Linked DNA regions of Zea mays: region 1 is linked to region 2. The links are chromatin contacts, called in public Hi-C maps. All regions are on one chromosome and are shown on one strand. Each heading gives the region's core, a stretch centred on a gene start, on an enhancer-like site or on the middle of the called end of the contact. The rest is flanking DNA. Distances are from core to core; before and after follow the strand shown. Region 1 holds the start of LOC100274145. Region 2 holds the start of LOC103650665 (protein FAM135B).

Region 1 (5,514 bases), core at 1,322-3,821, 670 kb before region 2:
CGGACATTTATGGGCACTGTTGAAATAATGTGTGGTGAATGCGATGGTTCAAGTGGTCTTGTGAGAGACCCATCCCACGTATGTGTTGAATAAACACTGTTCCACTATGTAATATATCTGACAAATGGCATGAATTAAAATATGCAGTTAATAGGATTCTGAAGATCCGTCATGAGATCCTAGGAGGACTCATATCTTTGAATTATAAATATGCAACATATAAATCTTATACCAAATAATACATTCCTGATGAATGATCACTCTCCTATGTAGGGAGAATATCTCCTAGTTGAGGCTATCGTTCCCAGATGGAACCTATCCAGAAGAAACAAAGTCTGTGTTGAACACCAAAGTTTGATAATCCCTATAAAGGGATAAAGACCCATACAGACCCGAAAAGGAATAAGATGAGGTACCAAAGGACTTGAAGTTCACCGAATAAGCACATGTGCATTCCATGAGTTTTACTCATGGTAATTTCTACTAGATGTGGAATTACGGTATCCTCTAAAGCCCTGATGGCAGAAACCTATAAGGTTTAGGTGTTACTGGCAAAACATCCACATTATGCCAGAATGACAGACTATAACGATGTATCTGATCGATGAAAAATCCCTGATGGATTACGATCTTAGATGGACTTTTGTGACACCATCATAGATGTTGCAATGGATGAACGCCTCGAGCGATGTGTCATATTTAGAATATGTACTATTGCAACTATATTATCCCCTAAGTCCTATTGAAGGACATGTTATTTGCTTTGCACAACTATGTATAAATTGTGGTGTAAGATAGAAAATGATAGCACCCCAACCTCATCCATTCTCGTTATTCCAGATGAACAATGAGACATATATCTTGAAGAATATGCTTGAGTTATGAGGGATAACGACTTTAACAGATGTCATCGTCAGGGGGAGCGAATGCTTATATTGATCACAACCGTGAGACAATAATTGTCATATTCTATGCCCTGAAGGCGTGAGCTTGATGATCAATATGTGAACCTTTATGGAACTTTCTATCATATATATAGATCTAGTCGATCGAACACCGTCAGTCAAAGTGGCTTATTTATATTGATACGTGCACTTACCTTGTATATCCTAGAAGTGAGTAGAGGTAAAGTTCCTGAAATAGTCCTTGCAAGGATATGCAATCCGTTTGCTAAATCTTTATGTGCATATACTTCTAGAAGAAGATGTTTTGCCTTATTGATACGATTTTGCAAGGATCAGGGGAGCACATTTCTAAAGTTAGCCCTTGTAGAAGATTCGATAGAATCTAGATCCCAAAGGATCGAAATCTGTCCCAATGACAGTTGTTGTACTCTTTTTCCCTTGGTGAGTTTTCTTGAAGTTTATCACATGAGGTTTTTTTAACGAGGCAACAAAGTGCAAAAAATGCAATTTGTATCACCATGCACTCTTTCTCCACATTTTTTCCACTGAGTTTTTCGGAGTTTTAACGAGGCATGTGTTGGTCGCGGTATTCGCCCAAGGGGGAGTGTTAAGTAACCCTAGTTAGGGTTATGTGGGCAAATACCTGCTTTGCCCTTGAGGGGTCTTACATGTCTATATAAGGAACTTGTACACCCCCTCATAATACAGAGATCAGAAAGAGGCCAGAGGCCCAACCCTATACCATGTGTCTTGTGTGTTTCCTCTGTCGTGCTTATGTGAAGGGAGACAGATCTTCTACAGCTTCTCACGCCTCTACTGCTGACGGGAGGGAAGGGAGCGGATCTGGTGATCCGTGGTGACGTAGTTGTCAACATTCCCAACCAACGACGCGCGTTTTAACTCTCTTCAAGACCCAAACATAGCCGCCGCTCTAAATTCACCATGGAACCATGCCGCTTGGCAAATTCATCCACAACACGTTGAGGTTGTGCGCCATTGCCAAACCGATTCCACCTCTTAGCGCTGTTTGTTTGACCTTTTTTTCAGCTTCTGTTCACCAAAAATTGATGCATAATGCTAAACGCTCTGACTTTTTAGTCTATTTTTATAAGAATCGGTTTAATAAAAACCATTCAAAATTAATATAAACATATGACCATCCATAATCACTTCGTTCTCTATTCTACACTTGCTTCCTATTATAAAATCACAAGCTATTCACATTGACTCATCGCTGAAGCATTAAAGTTTTCATTCTACATTAACCTGAAGCTGAAGCTGCACACTCACTGAAACTGCACCCAACGTTCGCTGAAACTCCACATTCACTGCAGCAGCAGGTGGGAGGTGGCGCAACAGATGCGAGCGAGAGCATCAGACTGATTTCAACGGTTCCCCGCCTCGGCCTCGGCCTCGGCCTCCCCCACCCCTGTAGCCGTTTAGGGCTTGTTTGGCAGCCCAATTCCCTGCAGGGAATATGGTATTTTCCCTGTGTCAATGGCCCACGTGGGAAGATTTCACGTGACACATTTTTTGCATGTTTGGAAGATAGCTTCGCTGGGATACCGGCCCACCCTTGACTCCTTGAGCCATGTTTCCGCGGGGATATTGGTCCGGCCTCCAGACATCAGGCAGCTCTCCCGAGCATGACGCTGTCTCTGTTCACAACTCTTCCGAGCACGCCGCCGTCAGTCCTTTGTCATCATCATCAGCTCAGATCTAGCAGCTTCGCCTTCTCAGGTAAGGGCTCCGCTCACATCTTCATATCCCTGCTACTAGGTTTTCTTCGTTTATCCTCGCTCGGATTCTTGCAGATCTCGCTCACCTTGTAGATCTCGCTCAGATTCGTTTGTTCTCGCCAGACGCGCCCACTTCGCAGCCGCCGCTATGCCTATGCTACCGCATGGGCCTCTGCGCCTGGGAGGCTTGCGGCTGCCAGGCTTAAGTCACGGGGCAGCAGGAGTTCAGTTTTTTTAGGCCTTTGAAACAAGGCTAGCGCATATTAGCATCGAGAGTCAGGAGAGTACGAATGGGAAGTACCGTCATAAAATTATCTTTGCTACTAGCAATAGGAAGCACCGTCATAAAATTAACTCTGGTAATAAAATCGATTGGATATATATTGTTTCTAGGAAACTAGGAAGGATCCCGTGTAGAAAGTGTGGATAGATAGCCTTTTTCATCGGATCATTTGGTTTTTTCTTAAAATATTTCTTTCAAAACAGTCTCACTTTTTTCTTAAGTTGTATTGGTGCTCCCTAAGATCGAAAGCAGGAATACTACTTTTCTGCAAAATCACAAAAATGCACACATTTGGGACCTTTCCTAAGCTGTGTCTTCGAGCAACCAAAAAGCTGATGTTAGTTTATTTTCATTTTTTTGAGAGAAGAAAATTCTTTGCTTGATGCTTAATCAGAGATGAAAATATTGATCATTTTTTACATGTGCGCTGATCATTTTTTTACTGGACTGCTGTCAGGTATAATTGGAGTGCTGTCATAAGTGGAGTGTTGTTAGTTACATGTGTGCTGATCATTCTAATCACATTGTTCGTCGTTAATCATGTGAAGAAAATATTCAAAGTTATAACTTGAATTTTTGTTGAATCTGGCAATTGTATGGCCTAGAATTTATTGTTCATTAGTCAGAAAGACTACTTAAGTTCGTTAGTTCAGGTCTTGCTGATTTACTTTGCAGCAACATGGTATATAAACCTGATGCATTCTCTGATGAACAGACTTTATACACCATCACTCACATTCTGATGAACAGACTTTAATTATAATGGCTAGATGCACTTATTGTTTTCGTTTGTACTCTATAAATCAATTACATGTTTCCTTAGTGGAAGACCACAAGTCTAGACTAGTAGTCTAGTATTGGATCCCTTGGGACTGAATGATCTCTTTATGATTTTGGTTTCAGCTTACATGAGCACATATTGTGTGGCAACAACTTCATTTTGCCATCCAAGAACATGTTAGCAGCAACATCTTCATATTGTTTACATCCGTCCATGTTGTATCATTAGACAACCAATTTACATAACTACATCCTTGAATGGTAAAGTAGCTTGTAGGATACTTGTAAAAAAGGAATTAAACCCAATTTATTCTAGTGTCAAAGTTCATAATGAAGGGACTTGTACTATGTTTATATGTTATATTGTCTATTTGTACGTGTGAATGGAGATGATCTTATGTGATGGGATGATGGATAGATTAACTTTGATGGATATTAGATGATATTTAAGTTAAACTTTGTTGGATATTAGATGATCAAGTCCGGTGCATGTTTTTTTAGATTTTTAGTGATATTTCATTGTGTTTTTTATTTTTCTAAATATTTCCTATTTTTCTTTGATTTTTGTGATTTTCTGAAGTATTTTGTCTCAAAAGGGGTTTTTAGTCCCTTGGTTGCCAAACAGTGGCCGAGAAATACACCCGAGTGGAAAAAATCCTACTAGGGAATTGAGGTGTCATTTAAAATCCCCTTGGTAGATTAATTCCCTAGGTTTTTTATCCATTTGTTGCCAAACTAGCGCTTAGGGGGTTGAAATCCCTACAACGGTGCCCCATTTAAACTTCTCTACACGCTACAGTTTTAGTGGAGGCTACAGAAAATAAACAGATGTGGGTGTGTGACAGTGAGCTCCCTGCCCTCGGTTTACGTGTACGGCAGTGTTTTTAGTTGGGAAAAAATGATAATAGAGGGTGAATATGTATGAAAAATAATATTTTATGATTAATAGTGGGGTATAGGGGAAGAATTTAGAGAGACCCGCTGTACATGGTGGAAATATAGGGGAAGAGAGATAGCTGACGTGGCGGGATAGTGAGGTATAGAGAGAGAAATTTAGAGGAGACGATTGAAGACAATCTCACACCAGTCGACTAGTCGAGTGTGGTAGTGGTCTCTTTCAACAAATCAGAGAGTTACGGGAGGGAGGTGCGATGGCGAAAATAAAAAAAATATCCATTCATCGGTGGATGAGGAATGATGCCACCATATTTAGATTGCGCATTTCTTATATTTAAACCCTAGAAATTAAAATATGACCTAGATTTAAAGTATTTAGAGCACAAAATTTTTGCAGCTCTAACAATTGAGTTCTACATCAATGTTATTTAAGAAATAAAAAGTTAGAAATAATATCTAAATATATCATGTTGTTTAAAAAATAAAAAAGTTAAAAATAAAATACAAAACGAGGATATGCCTCCAGCATATATAGTCCTATATTTAAAACCTAAAAGACTTATTTAATTAATTTTTGTGAAACAGAATCCATATTAAAACTGGTTTTTGATGTTAGAGTCTATTATTTTAAAATACAACTCCGTTTACAATTTGAAATGCTCCTACGAGCAAAGATACACAATCTCTTCGGCTTGGCGTTTCGCGGAGAACAGCGCGTCAGCGCCTACGGCTTCTGCTTGTCTCTCCCGTTCCACTCCAAACCCTAGGGGCGAATCTCCGGCTAATCGGCGGCGGGCGCAGCCACGCTGTCTGTGCAGGGCTTGTGCGGCCTTAGGACGCAGGGGCGTTGCTTGGGGCTCCCGGTGGGTGGCTACGAAGGGCTGTGGCGGCCCGCGGCCAGGGGCAAGTC
Region 2 (4,903 bases), core at 2,030-4,529:
CACACAATAATTTCAAACAATTCCTGTGTATTGCAAGATTCTTAAAAAGGTTCAAGGCCTGTTTTGAAGTAAAGTATTTTTTATAGTCAAAACCATGGTTTTTAGTAATACCATAGTATTTTATGCTACAAGATGTTTGGTTGCGTTCCTAAAAACTATGTTTTCAAAACCATGGTATTCTACATACCATGGTATTTTTGGAGCATTGAAAACTTCACTCTAACCCAAAGTTTTTATGACATTGCTAGCTTTTGCCTAATACCACGGTGTATTCAAACAATGTTTCTCAAAACTATGGTATTTTTTTAGCTGGCCAAAACTACGGTATTGTCATGCGATTGCAAAGTATAGTATTGTAAAACCATGGTTTTGAGAAACATTGTTGCCAAACAGGCCTTCGGAGTAACATTCCTGCAGTTAGTACATGTTTCCAGCTCATCCCTAAAGAGTTGTGCCGGGGGTGTTCAAATTTTTTTTATTTGTGCATTCAACTCCAAGTGCTTAGATCTGGAATAGCACTAGCTTTGAGCCAATAATCCCAATGTACAGTTTTATATGGACATGACAGGTTGTTCACATTATCCAAGTTGTTAGTAGGTAGTTAAAACGTCAAACAAGCATGCATTAAACCGCCAGTTTCAAAGAACATTAAAGCTAAAGTTTCACAAACCTGTGTACCTTCAGTGATGATTTAGCTGCACCAGCTTTCAGGTACACTATGTGCAATGTCAGATCAACAAGCACAGAGTGGAACGCATCAAAGTGAACAGGACAGTATGAGTGTAGACCCAGAAGTGCTCTGTGTGGGATCCTAAATTCGTGCACAGCTGCTGAAGATGTGGCACTAGAAGCATGAAGCTCAGACCTAGAACTCAGAAAAGCAAAAACATCATCGGTATTGCGAAATGAAATTTATACATAAACGTGCACTGAAGTATGCAGAAAGCCTTCGAAGTGACAGCACAAGTGGTAAAATGTCTACTCACCCATTGTCTAGTGTTGGGGCATATATCAGCTCAAACTTCATCATCACATCTGAAGCTGCTGGACCCTTAAACAAATATAACAGACTGTAATAAGGTTACAGTAATGTCAACTCAATTACAAAGGTGGTATGTCAAAATGCCAACCTCCTCTTCACTGTTGAATATGTTGAAAGACACCATAACCGACAGATAGATATCTTGTCTGGCATACTTGATCCGGAACGGCTGTGTGTGGAAGCTATTATCAATATCATCTATTTTCCAAATGCCTAATGCATCGTCTCCACCAACATCAGAAGCTGCACAATCCACCTACCAATGTCATTATCTATTAGCTAAAAGGCTGACAGCTACAGAGGACATAAAAAAAGAATCTCATGACCAACAGCAACTAAAATTCCCTGAGATACTTATTTAATTAACAACAAAGCAATATAAATAAACACATCTGGAGAGGGCAGAAAGACAATAGCTACAACATTGTCATACAAGTTGAACCGATGATCTAGTGAAATGTGTCCACATTCTCCATAAGCACTATAGCAAAATGTTTATAGGAGCTCCCTCATGGTCATACTTTAGTTGTGTTTTAACATTTCAGTAGTTTATCATCACTATTAAAATGAAAGGGAAATGTATCCTTGAGCTTGCACAATTTGACTACTGGAGGTGACACTGAAAGGATATAAACATTTATACATAGATTGTTTGATAAACATCTATACATAGATTGTTCGATATGCTCTAAGTAACACATAGCAAGTATAGAAACAAGGGGATACTTATTTATGACACGCTTGGACAGTTGTGTTCCATATCCGGCTACGCAACAAACTTCTTGATGTTAGCAAAGTAGAATTAGATGGAAACAAAGATGTGAAAATTTGTAACTTACACCCCCCGTGTAAATAGGTAGTTTCTATTATCGGTATCATATAGTCCAGATAGGATCTGGTACTACTACAGACAACAATCAAGCAGTTACCAACTGCATGCTAGCACATGTACTAATCTAAAGTCTAAACATTCCCTTCCAATGCAAGCACATCTTGAAAATGATGGATATGGGACCAGAAGATCAAATCATGCTATTCAGTACCAAGAGAGATGCACCATGCACACCTTCATATTGCACGACCCTGGCAGGCGAAGCCGGTGTTCTGTTGCCACCTTCCTCCCACAGTGCACTAATCTTCATCTGATACCATCTGCGCATAATCCAAAAATTCATCTCACAAGAAGAAAAATAAATGGTAAATGTTTACACTTCACAGACAAGTGACAAAAAAGGCTCCACATGCGGCATCAGTGAGAATTGTCTGCACATAACTCACGGACAAAGACAAAGTTGCAGTGAGGGTCTGAGCCTCTGAGGGGAACAAAATCATGGGCAACATCAGAATTCCTCAGCAGTAAGAAGGAATGACTAGAGACAACCGACTGAACGAGAAAGCCAAGGAAAGGAATGCTGAAATGCTCGAGAAAATGCAAACACTTAGCCTAGAATTGCGTAGCGGTCGTACCATTTCCGTCAAAGCACTCGGACTTTTAAATGTTCTATCTAAAAACATGCTCTCCTTTAAGAAACTAAACCCGAGAAAAGTTTTGCCAGAAAAAAAAATGCATATTTATATTACAGAAAAACGAGCAATTCTCACCCTTGCTGGAACAGATCGAGGTTGTGGAAGCGGTGGATGTAAATGGCCACCTCGTGCACCGTCTCCATCACATCCGGCGGCCTGAAGCAGACCCTCGGCCCCTTAGCCGCCGCTCCCCCCGCGCCCGTCTCCGCCTCCGCCGCGGCGGTGTCCAGCCGCCACGACGCCGGCGACACCCTCTTGGCCGCTGCACGCGGGCTGTCCTGGACGCCGCCGCCGACGAGGCACCTCATGCGGCCGAGCTTCCGCGCCGCATCACTCCCTCGTTCAGCGGGCGGCGAGGCCCTGGCTCCTCCCTCCCTCCCTCCCTTACTCACTCAGTCAGTCAGTCGATGCCCGGCCCTAGGATTTGGTAGCATCCGGACACTCGCACCAGCAGGGCACGGTTTCAGTGCAGCGGAGGCGAAGCGCGCGCGGGGAGTGGACCGCCGCTCCACCTTGCGTCGTTCGGCGCGAGGATGACGCGCGTGGCCTGGGCTGGGCCTTCGCCGCAGCGGCGGCGGCTGCCGTGGGGTCCGGCTGCGTTGGGATGCGTGCGGCGGCGCAAGGACGGGTGACACCTAATGGTGGCGCGTGCGACAGCGTCGCCGTAGGAGGGTACTGAGCTGGCTGTCCAGTGGGCCCCTCTCGCCGGAGCGTGCGGAGATCGGAGCGGCAAAGCGGTGTGGTGGCGGGGGTGGAGCAGGCGAGAGAGGAGGAAGAGGTCAAGTGGGTGCGGGGATTTTAATGTCCGGCTCGCCCTCACTGCCAGGTGGCGCAGCGGGGCCCGAGGAGCAGCATCTTTCGGCACGACTTGGTCCCATCGGTCAGCCACGTGAGGTCGCCTCACGGCACGTGCGGCCGAGGGAGTGGACGGGAATTAATGCGGGAGGCGGGCGCGATTATGGCCCGTAGCTGTACAGGTACAAGTGGATTAGAGCGGGACAGGGTACTTCGGGCCCGCCTGTCAGCCGCAGCTCTCTCGCTCCGGCTTCTCTGCTCCCTTCGTCACGGTGTCCTCTACCGGAAAGCGGACTCCGTAGCATGAGCTTTCGCTTTCCGGCCCGGCCCGGTGGTAGGCCTTGCAGCTGGAGCCGGGTAACAGTCAATGGTCAACGGTCCCGGCTGACAGCGTCTCCGGAGTCTCCGTCCGTAGGCCCATATTGCCGGCGGGCCCAGGCCTCCACATGCTGACGTGTCTGGTCCCAGCTGATGGCGACAGTGCTAGGCTACGAGCCTACGTACGAGTAATATTGTACCGATACTAGACGGTTGGGTCACAAGTCAAACCGAGAAAAAAGACAGAAAAAACAAGAAACAAAGGTGTCCTTTTTTGTATCTTTTTTCGGCTGGCTGGGCAACTCCCTAGACACGTCCCTGTCTGGCGAGCCCGTGAAAAATTTTGAATTCAAACTAGACTATGCGACCAATTTAGTTGACCTAATACTAGCGCACATATGTATCGGTAATCATTTTTAAAAGTTCAAAGAAATTTAGGGCTACACAGAAACCAAAAACGGTTATCTAACAAAATCGGTAAAAACGATCGGAAATAGAAAACAGAAACGGTGTTGGTATTTTCTGACCGTTTCCAAATAATATTGTATTTATTTGGCGTTTTACCGTCGGTAACGAATTTAATATTTTTTTAGAAAATTATTGAATTTAAACTGATCTTTGTAAATTCATAATAATTTCATCTTAACTTAGAAAAGCACGAAACCAATTTAATTGATTCTCCTAAAATCAAGGTATGTTGTTTAGAGTTGTTTAAAACATTTATGGGCGTGTTCGGCTGGCTACAAGCCGACACTGTTGCAGCTGTTTGGATTGCTGCAGCTGCAATCCATAGAGAGAAAAATACTGTAAAAGCCGCAGCCGCAGCCGGATTGCAGCCGCAGCAAGCCGCAGCGAACAAGCTCTATAAATCTTATCTATAGTTTCTTACCAATTATAACTCTGGATACATATATTCATAAATTACACGAAAATTGATAAGGACTACGAGGAAACCAACGACGTTGATTATATCAAGTAGGAGTACAATTAGAATGCAAGTGTCGTGTCATCATAGACATTTTGATTTTATAGTCTTATGCTACTAGACTTTCTGTTGCTTTTATTTGAATACATGATAATGATTTTTTTATTGCTATATTATATTGTGTTATATTTATTGCGACCTCTTACCTTGTATTAAAATGTTTTTCAAATTATTATTTATATTATGATGGGTCAAGTTACATGGCCAGTTTTATACACCATAGTTGGATGTGTGAT

Evidence for each region. Hi-C and Micro-C count contacts between places; a contact is called where the count stands out from the background.
Region 1: a contact with region 2 is called in a Hi-C map of endosperm, with 2.5 times the contacts expected there. The contact joins the promoter of LOC100274145 here to the promoter of LOC103650665 in region 2. A contact is called at or near these places in 4 of 25 Hi-C or Micro-C datasets (ear, endosperm, leaf and 1 more).

What each region holds. Positions count from the first base shown.
Region 1 is chr3:144,693,095-144,698,608 of Zm-B73-REFERENCE-NAM-5.0, reverse strand. It overlaps LOC100274145, which reads left to right and starts at 2,571. Exons shown (of 5, transcript NM_001148523.1): 1 at 2,571-2,645.
Region 2 is chr3:144,022,368-144,027,270 of Zm-B73-REFERENCE-NAM-5.0, reverse strand. It overlaps LOC103650665 (protein FAM135B), which reads right to left and starts at 3,279. Exons shown (of 14, transcript XM_008676223.3): 1 at 2,645-3,279; 2 at 2,109-2,194; 3 at 1,131-1,285; 4 at 987-1,051; 5 at 679-865. The coding sequence starts at 2,877.